Regions from separate parts of the Mus musculus genome. Here region 2 is linked to region 1. The links are chromatin contacts, called in public HiChIP or PLAC-seq maps. All regions are on one chromosome and are shown on one strand. The core of a region is the stretch at or near the end of the contact, and the rest is flanking DNA. Distances in the headings are between cores, read along the strand shown. Region 1 overlaps Actn2 (actinin alpha 2). Region 2 has its middle 7.9 kb from the start of Heatr1.

Region 1 (6,627 bases), core at 1,956-4,455:
TAACAGTATGGTGAACTTGAATTAAAGAATATTTATTTTGTTGTCTGTGTGGTGCAAGCTGTTTCCGCAGTTGCTGGATGGGCTGAGAGGGGCGGGGGAACATCAGTGTGCTTTTCTTTCGCTTCACATTCATCCTGGGGAAGAGACTGAGCTAAGTACAATAAACTGAGCAACAGTTGGGCCTGCCCTGCCAGGGAGGTGCTTGTCATGCACAGCTCCCGGGCTCTTAGGGAACAAGCTATTTTGGGAAGCGTAGCTCAGGATTGATCAGATGGAGCCTTAATATGGTTGTTTACCAGTAAGTCCTTGGAGGAATTCTTCACCCGTCGCATGCCAGAATGGGAAGGCAGGTGTGACCCCACGAAACACCAAGCTAGTAGTTGAGTTGGGTTTATGGGTGAACCCAACACTAAAGCGTGTGTGACCAGGCCCCAGTAGTTTTCCTGTGACCCTCAGTGCTAGCTCCACACCCCCAGCCCCTTAGGCTTTTACAGAGAACATGCAATGGACTTTTCATGGTGAAGACGCTTGCTTTGCTTAGTTTAACATACGTTCCTAGCCGTAAGATAGTTGGGGACGGATACACAGTTCTTGTCTTCATTGTTGGACTTGACAGTTAAAAGGAAAGGCTGCTCCAAGATCACCTGTGACCCTTCTTTAGAATAGAGACTTCATGGGGCTGGGGTGTGGCTCAGAGACAGAACACTTTACCTAGGCGTGCCAGGGTCCTGGATTCTGTCCTCAGCACTGAAAAAAAAAATCACTGGAGTCACAGAAGAGATGATACATATATGAGCTTATAGCTTTTTTATGCTTACTTATTCATTTATTTTGTGTGTGTGTGTGTGTGTGTGTGTGTGTGTGTGTGTGTGTCTGTGTGTTTACGTGCGTGCGCGTGCGTGCACTTGCAAGCAGGCACACTTGTTCCCGGGCGAGCATATGGAGGTCAGAGGATAACTTTCAGGAGTCAGTTCTTTCCTTCTACCATGTGGGACCTGGGAGCCAAACTCAGGTTGTCAGGCTTGGTGGCCAGCCCCTTTACCTGCTGAGCTATGTCACCAGCCTCTGATTTTTTTTTTTTTCTAATTAAAATTCTGTTTTGAAGCCAGGTGTGGTGGCACATGAGCAGGAGGATGGATCTCTTTGAGTTCAGGGCCACCGAGGGCTTCATACTGAGATCCTGACTGCTCTCTCAGAGGACGCAGGTTTAATTCCCAGTACCCACATAGTGGTTCACAACTGTATCTAACTCCCTCTTCTGACCTTCATGAACATGGGGCACATACAAGACGAACAGACATACAGGCAGGCAAAACACTCATATCCATAAAATAAAAAAAATAATAAAAAAATTAAAAAGTTGTTTTGGGAACTTTAAGGGGGTTCCTTGAGTGAGCATGCATTTCGAGCCAGCATATTTGTTCTCACGAGATGCTTAACACCATGGTGGGGATGGCAGGTAGAGAGAGATGAGCAATACTGGCTGAAAAGCAAGCCTCAGGAGTGTGAACAGTGGACTTCTGAGAAGCAGTGTTGTGGGAATTCTCCTGAGCAGGGAGGAAATTAACAGATGGAAAGTGCTTAGCCTCACAGTAATGCACGGTCTTTATGAGGCAGTGAGGGAACATGGAGACGCAGACCAGCTTGCACTTACTCCTGGCTTTTTGAGACTGGCCTCATTGTATAGGCTAGAACACATGTATAGCCCAGGCTAGCCTGGAAATCACTGTGTAGTCCAGACTCGGCCTTGAACTCCCAATTGTCCAGCCTCTGTCCTTTATTTCAGGATGTCAGGCATGCACCACCATGCCTGGCCATGTTGTCTTTTAAGGGGAAGTTTGACATGGGAAAAGGATGTAGAGAACCATAACTGAGGAGTTATCGGCTTTGTGGGACAGAAGAGGTGTACTTTGATGTGAGATCAACAGTAGATGACTTGTTCCTGTATTAATTGCTGTTTACCTTCATCAAAATCAATCAAGTTTAAGTTGGGGGAAGTGGATCATTGGCTAAGAGCCCTTGATGTGCAGGCATGAGGATCCAAGTTCAAATCCCTGGCATCCATGTGAAAGCTGAGTTCTGACTGCACACCTGTAACCCCAGCAATGTGTAGGGGTGGAGATGGGAGGGTTGCTGGGCCTTGCTGGCTGTCAGCCTAGCTCCAAGTTTAGTGAAAGACCGTGTCTGAAAGGAACAAGGAAAAGAGAGATGGAGCGGGACACCCAACATTCTCTTCTGACAGACACCCCTCCACACACATTAACCGGACATATATCCATCTCATATCTTTAAAATTAGGGCTCAAGGGGTAAAGAGCACTTGCTCTTGCAGAGGACCAAGTTCCAAGTTCAGTTTCCAGCGTCCATGTTGATTGGCTCGCACCACCGGCCATTCTAGCTCCGCATGCATACACATCCTCACACAGACACAGACACACAAATAATAAAATAGATCTTAAAGAAGGATTGTACTTTAGACTGGAGTAGTGAGTGTTTAGCTTCTGTCTGCACATCTTTACAAGAAAGACTCTATTAATCAAGACTGTTCTTTTTTTTTTGAGGGGGGGGGTTAAGACAGGGTTTCTCTGTATAGTCATGGCTGTCCTGGAACTCACTCTGTAGACCAGGCTGGCCTCGAACTCAGAAATCTGCCTGTGCTGGGATTAAAGGTGTGCACCACCATGCCCGGCAAGACTGTTCTTAAATAAAACCATATTGGGGGGGGGGAATCCATGTTAAAGATGTTCACTGGCCTTGAACTAGTGGCAGTCCTCTGCCTCAGCCTCTTAAGTTTTTTGATTACAGGTGTGATTCACCATGGCCAGCTTAGACAGGCAAGTTCTTACTGCTGTCATGTCTGCTGTAACTGTTGAACCTTCTCCCTACCCCCCTTTTCTGGTTGTTTTGAAGAAGATTCCTACATATCAGAGAGGTCATTGCTCAAGTCCTCATTCCTCCAGGCTAGATTTGGCTTTTATGAAAAATCCGAGCAGCAGCAGCTCCTGCTACACTTCTTAGCACTTGCATTTCTGAATTTTTGAGCAGCCTGTGGGTTAGACAGAAGGCAGGCTCATGAATCTGGCAGTTGAAGCCTCAAGTTCTCAGTTCAGAATTTCTGATTAAGGCCAGGTCTGGATAAGACTGTCTTTCTAAGTGCTTGGGGAGCCATGGCTAGCCTACCCACTTGATCACCCATGAGTGGATTCTATTTTTACAGACCCCATTCAGTGGAGATGCCTGCTATTTTTGCTCTCTCCCTCTCCCCGTCTCTCTTCCTTCTCTCCTCTCTCTCAGCTTACATATTCTTTCTTAATGCCTGTAATTCTGCATTTAAGCTTGGCATAATTTTTTTTAATGTAGAACTTGTACAGATACATGTTCTTACCAATTTTTAATTCAGACAAACCAAACAAACAAAAAACAACTTTATTACACCTTGAAAGTTTGCCGAGTAAGATCATAATCAGGAACAAATTTTCAGGCGTGGTGGTAGCTCATGCCTGTGAGCCAAGCATTGGCAAACTGGGGCAAGAGGACTGCAAATTTGAGGCGAGCCTGGAGTACAGAGAGAAACTCGTCTCAAAGAAGAACCATGGGCTAGGGGTATATCTCAGGCGGTTAGAGTGCTTGCTTTGCATGCAGGGGGCCTTGAGCTCCAGAACTTTAGACGTGGGATTGACTTAAATCCCAGCACCCACTCAGGAGGTGGAGGAAGCAAGAAGGTCAAGGGTTAGGTTTGGAGTACCTAGGGAATTTGAGACCAGCCTGAGACCCTGTCACAAACAAACCCTGAACAAGAAATGGTTGTAACCTGCCACCATCCTCCAGTGACTACCCCAGCTGAGATCAGTAAGCCCTGCTTTTCTGCACTGTTGGTTTCACCAGCATCTCCTGAGTGCTTTTGAATGAAGATGGCAGGCTTCTAGAAGCCCTCGAGACCTTTGTTGGTATTTCTATCCTGAAGACTTAGGGGGTCTGATATCAGAGGTGAATATCTCCTGGGTTCAGGCAATCTTAAATCACAGCTAGGGGTCACTTCTCTGAGACAACTTTCCCTACCTGAGCAAGAGTCTAACGTGGCTTGATTCATATTCATTCATTCATTCATACATTCATACATTCAAATAATCATTCATTCTCTCCATCCATCCTCCTATCCTTCCTTCCCTTCCCCCTCTTTCTCTCCCTGACTTCCTTTCGTCCTCTTTCTTTTATAAGACAGGGTCTCGCTGTAGCTTAGGCTATAGTGAGAAATTCACTCGGCAGTCAGGGGTGGCTGACCTGTGCTTCCCCACGCCACAGTGTCTAACAGGATCTTGGGAGATAAGCAGAGATTTGTGGGCAGAGAATGGAATGGCTGCCTACTATATAGCTGGATGCCTGGCTGTGTAAATTACGAGAGCATCATGGGTCTCAGTGGACTTCAGGGCATCTTGGTGGTTGATGATAATTGGGACATTAGGGTTAATGTCCCTGATGTTATACATCCTTTGCTTTCATTTACCTCTTTTCACCCCAGGGATGAAACCCAGGACCCTGTGCATTCTAAACTAAACTAAAGCACCCTCCTACTAAGCTGCATCCTGCTTTGGTGACATTTTAAGATTCTATGAACAGTAGAAAAGTGTACAGCTTTGAAGTCATGGTCTTTTTTTCTCAGTTGTATGATTATTGAGTCTCATGGTTAATGTTTTGTCTCTATTGAGAGTGCATTCTAGAACCAGAGACTTCTTGAATAAAATAGAAGCCAGTGAAACACTTTCCTTAATATTTTCCAAGATGGTGGAGTGTCTGGATATTTATGTATTTATTTTTTGTGTGTGTGTGTGAGAGAGAGAGAGAGAGACTCTCTCTGTAGATTTGGCAGCCCTGGAACTTGCTATTAGAACAAACTGGCCTTGAACTTGAAGAGATCCCCACCTCTGCCTTCCAAATGCTGGAATTGCTATTAGAACAAACTGGCCTTGAACTTGAAGAGATCCCCACCTCTGCCTTCCAAATGCTGGAATTAATGCCACTACACTCAGCTGGATATTTAAATTTAAGGCCACATTAGCTTCTCGGGGTGTGTGTGTGTGTGTGTGTGTGTGTGTGTGTGTGTGTGTTGCTACACTTTTGTGCATGCATGTGTCTGGAGGCCAGGGTCAGTCTCAGCCATCTCTTTTGCAGCTATGCTATTGGCTTCTGTCGTGGCTTTCCAGGTCCTCACTGGCTGGGGCTAGCACTGTAGCATTCATACGGGCCACACAGTGTCACTCTCTGTAGTGTATGCACTGTCAAGGCTTTCTGTCACTGGGTCAGGGAGCTTCAACATGAGGCGGGCCCTTCTCCTTGCAGCAGCCAGTGACTGACTGACAGGGTTTCCATCCTCACAGGGCAAGGCCACCTACTCTCTGAAAGGGCAGAGTGTCCTTATCAACGGCAGTGCTAAACAGACATACCCGTTTAAGAGAACTCTGCCCTCCCACCTCTACCTTCAAAGATGCTGAACACACGGGCAGCTCTCTAGAACCTTTCTTTCTGCAATACTGATCAGGAACCTGGAAGCTGATCAGAAGTCATCTTGGTAGATTAGGAATTTATGAAGTAGAAAAGAAGACACTATTAAAGCAGTTGTTATAGATAGAAAGGTAAATGGAGCATTTAAAAATCAGCATAACAAAATTGTGTTTTTAATATATATATACATATATATGTATATATATACACACACACACACACACACACACACACACATATATATATATATATATATATATGTTTTAAATACTTTTTGTTTTGTTGTTTAGAGACGGAACTGTTTCATAATGCTGATTATGGCCTTGGTTATATTATAGCTGGCAGTGTCAGGATGTGAAGGACAAATCATTGCACAGTGTCACAGTCAGAAATAGAATGTGCGTCCTGAACCATGACTTCAGGCTGGATTTGGCTCCCTGCCCATCCTCCCTGCTCCTTTTTGGGAAATTTTGGCCATCCCACCTGAAGGTTTCAGGCCAGGGCAAGTGTCAGGGCACACTTTGAAGACACAGCGTGTGCTTCTTGGCGCCACCCCCCCCCCCTTTCCTCCAGGACAGATAAGGACAAATAACCTCAGGTCACGGCATGCTTTCATGATTCCTGACCACGCCCCTCTGCACCATTCTGTCTTTTCACTGGTGGATTCAAAAGCCCTCCCTTCCCTTGACCTTCATTCTGTAAAGTGCAGCCCATTGCATTCAGAAAACTCTTAAGGAGTTTCTTTCCATTTTAGAGGACATGTCTGAAATATGTATTATATGTAGTATAATGTATATATGTAGTGCATAAGTATATATGTAGTATATTTCTAGTTATTGTTTTTAAAAGCTGCACATAGAAATAGAAAATAAATGTATTAGTGTGATGTCACATTTGTGTGTGTATGTGTGTGTGTGTGTGTGTGTGTGTGTGTGTGTGTGAGTGTGTGTGTAGAACAGGGAGGAAGTGGTAATGGTTGAATGAAAGATCTGGGGCAGACATTGTACTTTTTTTCAGAGTGACTGAGCTAGGCCAGGTGGCACAGACCTATAATCCCACTGCTTAGAAGTCTGAGGCAGGAGAATCATATGTTTAAGACTTGCTACAGAGTGAGTCTTTGAGTTTGGAT
Region 2 (6,627 bases), core at 3,094-5,593, 66 kb before region 1:
CCTTCTTCTCTCCTCCCAGATTTGGTGTATCTGGCCTTATGTTGAGGTCTTTGATTCACTTAGAGTTGAGTTTTGTGTAGGGTGGTAAGTATGAATCTATTTACAGCCATCCATTTTGACAAGCACCATTTGTTGAAGATGTTGTCTTCCCCCCCCCCCAGTGTGTATTTCTGGCTTCTTTAACAAAAATCAGGTATGCACGGAGTGTGAATTTATGTCTGGGTCTTCAATTCGATTCCATTGATCAACGTGTTCATTTTGGGGCCAATGCTATGCTGTTTTTATTACTACAGTTCTATAGTACAATCGAGGTTAGGGATAGGAAGACCTCCAGCCGTTCTTTTCTTATTCATGGGTGTTTTAACTATCGTGTGTGTGTGTGTGTGTGTGTGTGTGTGTGTGAGTGTGTTTCCACATAAAGCTGAAAATTCCCCCTTTCAAGTTCAGTGAAGAATTGTGTTGGAATTTTGATGGAGATTGCGTTGAATCTGTAGATTGCTTTTGATAGGACAGCCATTTTCACTATGTCAATCCTACCAATCCATGAGCAAGGGAGATCTTTCCATCTTCTGAGATCTTCGTCAATTTTTTTCTTTGGGGACTTGGAATCCTTGTCATACAGGTCTTTCACTTGCTTGGATAGAGTTACACCAAGGTAGTTTGTTATTTGTGGCTATTGTGAAGGGTGTTTCTCTGATTTCTTTCTCAGTTCATTTGTCTATAGGAATGCTATCTTTGTGTATTAAAAATGAATGTATCGCCGGGCGGTGGTGGCACACGCCTTTAATCCCAGCACTCAGGAGGCAGAGGCAGGCGGATTTCTGAGTTCAAGGCTAGCCTGGTCTACAAAATGAGTTCCAGGACAGCTGGGGCTATACAGAGAAACCCTGTCTCAAAAAACAAAAAACAAAAAACAAAAAACAAAAAACAAACCAACAAAAAAAAAGAATGTATCCTGCTACTACTGAAAGTTTATCAGCTTTAAGAGTTTCTTCATAGAATTTTTAGGATCACTTATATATGCAACTTATATTTTCATCCAATAATGATACTTGATGTTTTTCCTTCCTATTTGTATCTCCTTTGTCTTATTGCTCTAGCTAAGACTTCACATGTTATCTTGTTCCTGATTTTAGTGGATTTGTTTTAAGTTTCCACTTAAGATGATATTGACTGTGAGCTTGCTGTTAACTGCCTTTATTATGTTGAGGGATGTTTCTTGTATACCTACTCTCTCCAGTACTTTTATCATGAAGAGGTGTTAAATTTTTGTCAAAGGCCTTTTCTGCACATAATGAGATGATCATGTGTTTTTTTTGTCTTTCAGTTTGTTTATATGGTGGATTGCATCTATGGATTTATGTATGTTGAACCATTCTTGCATTATTGGTGTGAAGCCTATACGATCATGGTGGATGGTCTTTTTGATATGTTCATGTATCTAGTTTGCCTACCTGATCCCTGGCCTGGCCAGTGGGTTTCCAGGGAGTCTTGGGTCAGACAAAGGGATGGGTAAGGAAGGAAGGTTGTAGAAGGTCTGAATAGTACCCTGGGAATCAATATTTTTCTTTTAAACCAAACCTGGGCCAGAACATTGCCTGGGGAGGTAAAAGCACTCACCACCAAGCCTGACGACTTGAGTCAGATCCTGGGACCCACAGCATAGAGGGAAAGAACGTACTCTCACAAGTTGTCCTGTGACACACATATAAACAGTAAACGTTTTTAAAAGGGACCTAGTTGAGGCATAATTTAGAAACAATACATGCACCCATTTCAGTGAAACCATTTGGTGACCTTAGCAAATGGACATGCAGGTGTGACTATGTCCCCAGTCCTAACAGAATTTTAGCACCCCTACAAGTTATTTCTCTGCAGTCACTGTGATGACGTCAACACGGCCTAGCCCCAGGAGTACCAGGTAACCACCACCAAACCTGCTTCAATGTCACTGTGGCAAATGATATACACTGTGGACCACACAGGTGAGGATGGAGGCTCTGCCATCCATTTCTCTCCAGAGATGGGGCTCACCATTGCAATAGCATCAGACTTTCTGTACTTGTCTCCGACTGGAAATGTGGGAAACACAGCTGCTCTTTTAAAGGCTCTCTTGGCAAAGGTCCTGCATTTCTCTCCTTTGGATTAACATAGTCTCTCATCGTTAGCTTACCCTGGTTAAAGCAAACAGTACAGAATAAAAACCACCTTTCATGTATCTCTGCAGACAGTAACCTATGTCTACATGAGGTGTTCACTGCGGAGAACAACAAAAGAAGTCAAATACCGATTATGGTGACAAATTTTTCATAAAATTATTTAAGTAAACATGAAGTTTTAGTCCTTGATAAATATTCTCTTAGGAAATATATCGCAATGATAAATTAGTTTTGTTATTTAATATTGAGACATATGAATTATTTAATATGGCTAAATATTTTTTAACTGCCATATTCTGTTGTTGAGAATTTTACACTAATGTCTGAGTACATTCATAACCATAAGCTGAAAATACATAAGGAAATTGGAAACTGGATGTTTGGGACTTTTTAATAATTTAAAAAATATTTAATTATTAATAATTTATTTAATTAAATAATTCTGACTATGCCTGAATCTGTTATGAAAGGAAGGGTGACTAGTCCCCCAGTCCTTTCTTCTCACTAAGAGCTTCTTATTAAGGGCCTCCCTGAAGCCTGACGCCATGACTGGAAAAGCACTACCCTAGGAACATCTAGCCTGTCTTCTAATTGTGAGGACACAGGAGAAGAGCTGTTTCCAAAACCCTGAAACACATACCCAGTTATTTTTAAACTTTTATTTATGTATATGTGTGTGACTGCATGTGTGTTCATCTGTGTGTATGTGTGTGTATGTATGTTGATTTTTTTGGTTTGATTTATTATTGCTTTTTTGTTTTGTTTTGCTTTGCTTTGTTTTGTTTTGTTTTTTGTTTTCAAGATAGGGTTTCTCTATGTATTCCTGGATGTCCTGGAACTCACTCTGTATACCAGGCTGGCCTCGAGCTCAGAAGTCCACCTGCCTCTGCCTCCCAAGTGCTGGGATTAAAGGCGTGTGCCACCACCACCCAGCATGTATGTATGTATATGTGTGTATGTTTGTGAGTGTGTGTGTGTGTGTGTGTGTGTGTGTGTGTGTGTGTGTGTGTGTGTGAGTGAGTATATGTTTGTAGGGGGAAATTATATGTGTGTGTCTGGGGGTGGGTGGGTGTATGTCTGTATGTCTGTATGGGTGTATGTGTGGGTGTGGATGTGTGAACACTCTCTCGACAGTGTTTGCAAGTGCCAAGGACACAGAAGGAAGGCTGTCAGGCTTGGCCTCCGACACTTGATTACCCACCCAAGTTTATCTTTTGTTGAAAAAAGAAATGGGATTAGCTGGACACAGTGACACTTGCCAGTAATCCCAGCATCTTGAAGGTGGAGGCAGGGGGTCAGGAATTCAAGAACTTCATCATCTACACAGAATGTTCAAAGCCGTCCTGGGGTGCACGAGACTGGATTTATTAGCAAGACAGGGTTTCTCTATATAACCTTGGTTGTCACAGAGATCTGCCTGTCTCTACCTCCCCTCCAGAGTGCTGGGATTGAAGGCCACCACTGCCCATCGAGACTGTTGTTAAAAAGAAATGAAAGGGAGAGAAATGGAAGGGAAAGGAGAGGAGGGAACATGAAGGAAGGGAAGGGGTGAGGGAAGGAAAAGAGATGGAAGAGGGGAGGGGAGGGGGGAAAGAGAAGAATGAGGGAGGGGAGGGGAGGACAGACGGGGGAAAGGAGGTACGGATGTCATCAGCAAAATAAACTCAAAATGCAACGTCTACATCTGGCCACATACTCGAAAGCACTTTGAAAAGTGCTTGAAAACGGGGGAAAAAAAATACAGTGGTTCATATATCAACAAAATATCATGGTCTTAGAAGCAGTGGTTTAAACAAGATCTTAGCAATGAAGCCCAGGGATATCATTTTAATAGCTCTGATCGCTTGTTGCTGTGTGAATTTCTGAACATCAATAAAAAGAATTGAATGGAAAAGCCAAAACAAATCCTTTCTCAACTTTAGGAATATTTAACAAAACAACCCCCCCTGTCTTATGTAGCCCAGGCTGGCCTTGAGTTTTTGATCTTCCTGCCCCAATTTCTAGAGTTCTGGGATTAAAGGCATTTTCAACACACCCACATAATATTTTACTTTTAAAATAAATATTTTAAGTTTTGAGTTTGTTGTTTGTTTTTCAAGAAAAGGATTTGGAAATACACAATTGACAAGAAGCACCTGTTATACTTCTGAAGACCAGCAGGTGACACTAAAGTACCTCTCCCTGGTCTTCCATGTGGAACATAGAATTAGAAATGTATATACTGTTGCCTAAATACTGATTCATTAACCCTGAACATGTTGTAAAAATTTTCTAAAACAATGTTCAAATGCCATTTAGAGAGATACAGGATTTAAAAAATGTTTAGTGGTTCTCAGCTGTTGAGAAGCATTCAGTGATCTGCTTATAAACTCATTAAATTAGCGGTATGGGTAGCCCAAGTCTCTTCTCTTCTCTCTGCCTCATGCTACGCTTATTTTGTTGAATATTTGCCACTTCCGATATTGAAAACTGACATAGATTTTAGGACTAGAATCTACAGATAATAAATGGTTTATTTTATCTGTATTGCATATCTTTAAAAGTTGAGTACAGGTCTGAGGAGATGGTTTGGTAGGTAAAAAATGCTTACTGTGTATATAAGAGGACTTGAGTCTAAATTCCCAGGACCCATGTGGAAAAAAAAAAAAAGCTGTGTATGGTCTTTCAAGCCTGTAACCCAGGACAGAGTCAGTGTAGACAGGAGAATCACTGGGGCTTGCTGGCTGCCAGCCTAGCTCCAGATTCAGTGAGAGACCCTGTCTCAAGGGAATAAGGCAGAATGACATAGCAGGACACTGGATCTCCTCTCTGGCCTACACACACACACACACACTCACACATATACACACAAACATATACACTCACACATACATACACACTCACACACAAACACACAAATACACACATGCATATACACTCGCACATACACAATACATACACACATATACACACATACATATACACTCACACAAACACACATATACTCACACACACATACACACATATACACTCACACATACATGCACACATACACTCACACACACTCATACACACACATACACACATATATACAAACTCACATATACACAGTCACATACACACACATATACACTCACACATACATACACACAATATACTCACACTCATACACACACACATACACTCTCGAATACACACAAACACACATAACAGGTGTGAAAGATATGCATCTTTGTACATATCATGTGCATACTAAACTAGAAAGTGTTTAAGTAGCTTGACAGTGGTGGTACACACCCTTAATCCCAGTACTAGGGAAGCAAAGGCGGACAGATCTCTGTGAATTCCAGGCCAACCTGGATTCTGAGTGAATTCCAAGACAGCCAGGGCTACACAGAGAAACCCTGTCTCAAAAAAGCAGAAAAAGAAAAAAGAAAATGTTAAAGAAATAAAGTATATAAGTGATATTTATTATTTACTATTTAATAATATTACTGAAAGTAATATTCCTTGTTCCTGACAAAGACATTTTAAGACAATATCAATAATGTTTTAGGCATTACCACCCTTTAGGAAACAATTTGGAAACATGTGTCTGGAACTTGATATATGTGCATTCCAGTTAATGCACTCATTCTATTTCTGGAAGTCTTTAACAAGCTGACATTCCAGAGCCAGGAACAGACCATTATCATCCTATTGTGTGGGATGGCAGACTTTTTTTTCTTTTTTAATTATAGGGGTTGAAGAGAGGGCTCAGTGGTTAAGAGCACTAGCTACTTTTTCACAGAATCTGGGTTTGTTTCCCAGAAGCCACATAGCAGCTCACAACCTTCTGTAACTCTAGTTCCAGGGGAATCCAACACAGGGGATCTTATGGCCTTTGTAGGCTCCCGGCATACAAGTGGTACACACACACACACACACACACACACACACACACACACACACGCACCACAAAGACAAAATGCTCATACACATAAAATAAAAACCTACAGTTATATATTGTTAAGTATAAATATAGGTAATAGAAATACATATTTCTTTTCTTTTTTTGGATGGGGGCAAAGCTTTACTATGTAGCCCTGACTGTTCTAGAACTCACTATGTAGGCAAGGCTGGCCTTGAACTCACAGAGAACCACCAGCCTCTGCTTCCCCAAGTGCTGAGATTAATGGTATGTACCACCATACCATGTGTGTGTGTGTTTCAAAAACTGTAGTTTGATAACTTTAAACAAAAGCAATTAAAGGTATTTTTCTTCCTTTTTTTTTTTTTTTTTTGAGACAGGGTTTCTCTGTGTAGCCCTGGCTGTCCTGGAACTCACTTTGTAGACCAGGCTGGCCTCGAACTCAGAATTCTGCCTGCCTCTGCCTCCGGAGTGCTGGGATTAAAGGCGTGTGCCACCACGCCTTTAGGTATTTTTCTAAGTTATCCAAGCATATCAATAACTTTTTGTATATTGTGTCATTTTCTGTTGTAAATCAAC

Evidence for each region. HiChIP or PLAC-seq counts read pairs in DNA pulled down with a chosen protein or histone mark.
Region 2: a contact with region 1 is called in an H3K27ac HiChIP or PLAC-seq map of heart atrium, with 5 read pairs. The contact joins two enhancer-like sites. A contact is called at or near these places in 4 of 39 promoter capture datasets (cranial neural crest, embryonic stem cells and pre-B cells), 16 of 484 Hi-C or Micro-C datasets (CD4 T cells, CD8 T cells, the HL-1 cell line and 10 more), 4 of 115 datasets of contacts at active chromatin or transcription factors (the SCID.adh cell line, cardiomyocytes, embryonic stem cells and 1 more) and 2 of 9 other capture datasets (adipose tissue and liver).

Annotation. Positions count from the first base shown.
Region 1 is chr13:12,316,884-12,323,510 of GRCm38.p6, reverse strand. The region is part of intron 1 of Actn2 (actinin alpha 2); the gene reads left to right. Gm40667 (a long non-coding RNA gene) reads right to left here. Exons shown (of 5, transcript XR_873138.3): 4 at 1,963-2,184; 5 at 23-747. Among named protein-coding and RNA genes, the nearest start is that of Gm40667, 10 kb to the right of the region's middle. Within about 2 kb of position 3,205, at least 10 of the 459 cell types and tissues checked have an H3K27ac peak or open chromatin away from gene starts, as enhancers often do. A contact at or near this core is called in heart atrium, where this site is marked.
Region 2 is chr13:12,384,192-12,390,818 of GRCm38.p6, reverse strand. No RefSeq gene overlaps it. Among named protein-coding and RNA genes, the nearest start is that of Heatr1, 7.9 kb to the left of the region's middle. Within about 2 kb of position 4,343, at least 5 of the 459 cell types and tissues checked have an H3K27ac peak or open chromatin away from gene starts, as enhancers often do. A contact at or near this core is called in heart atrium, where this site is marked.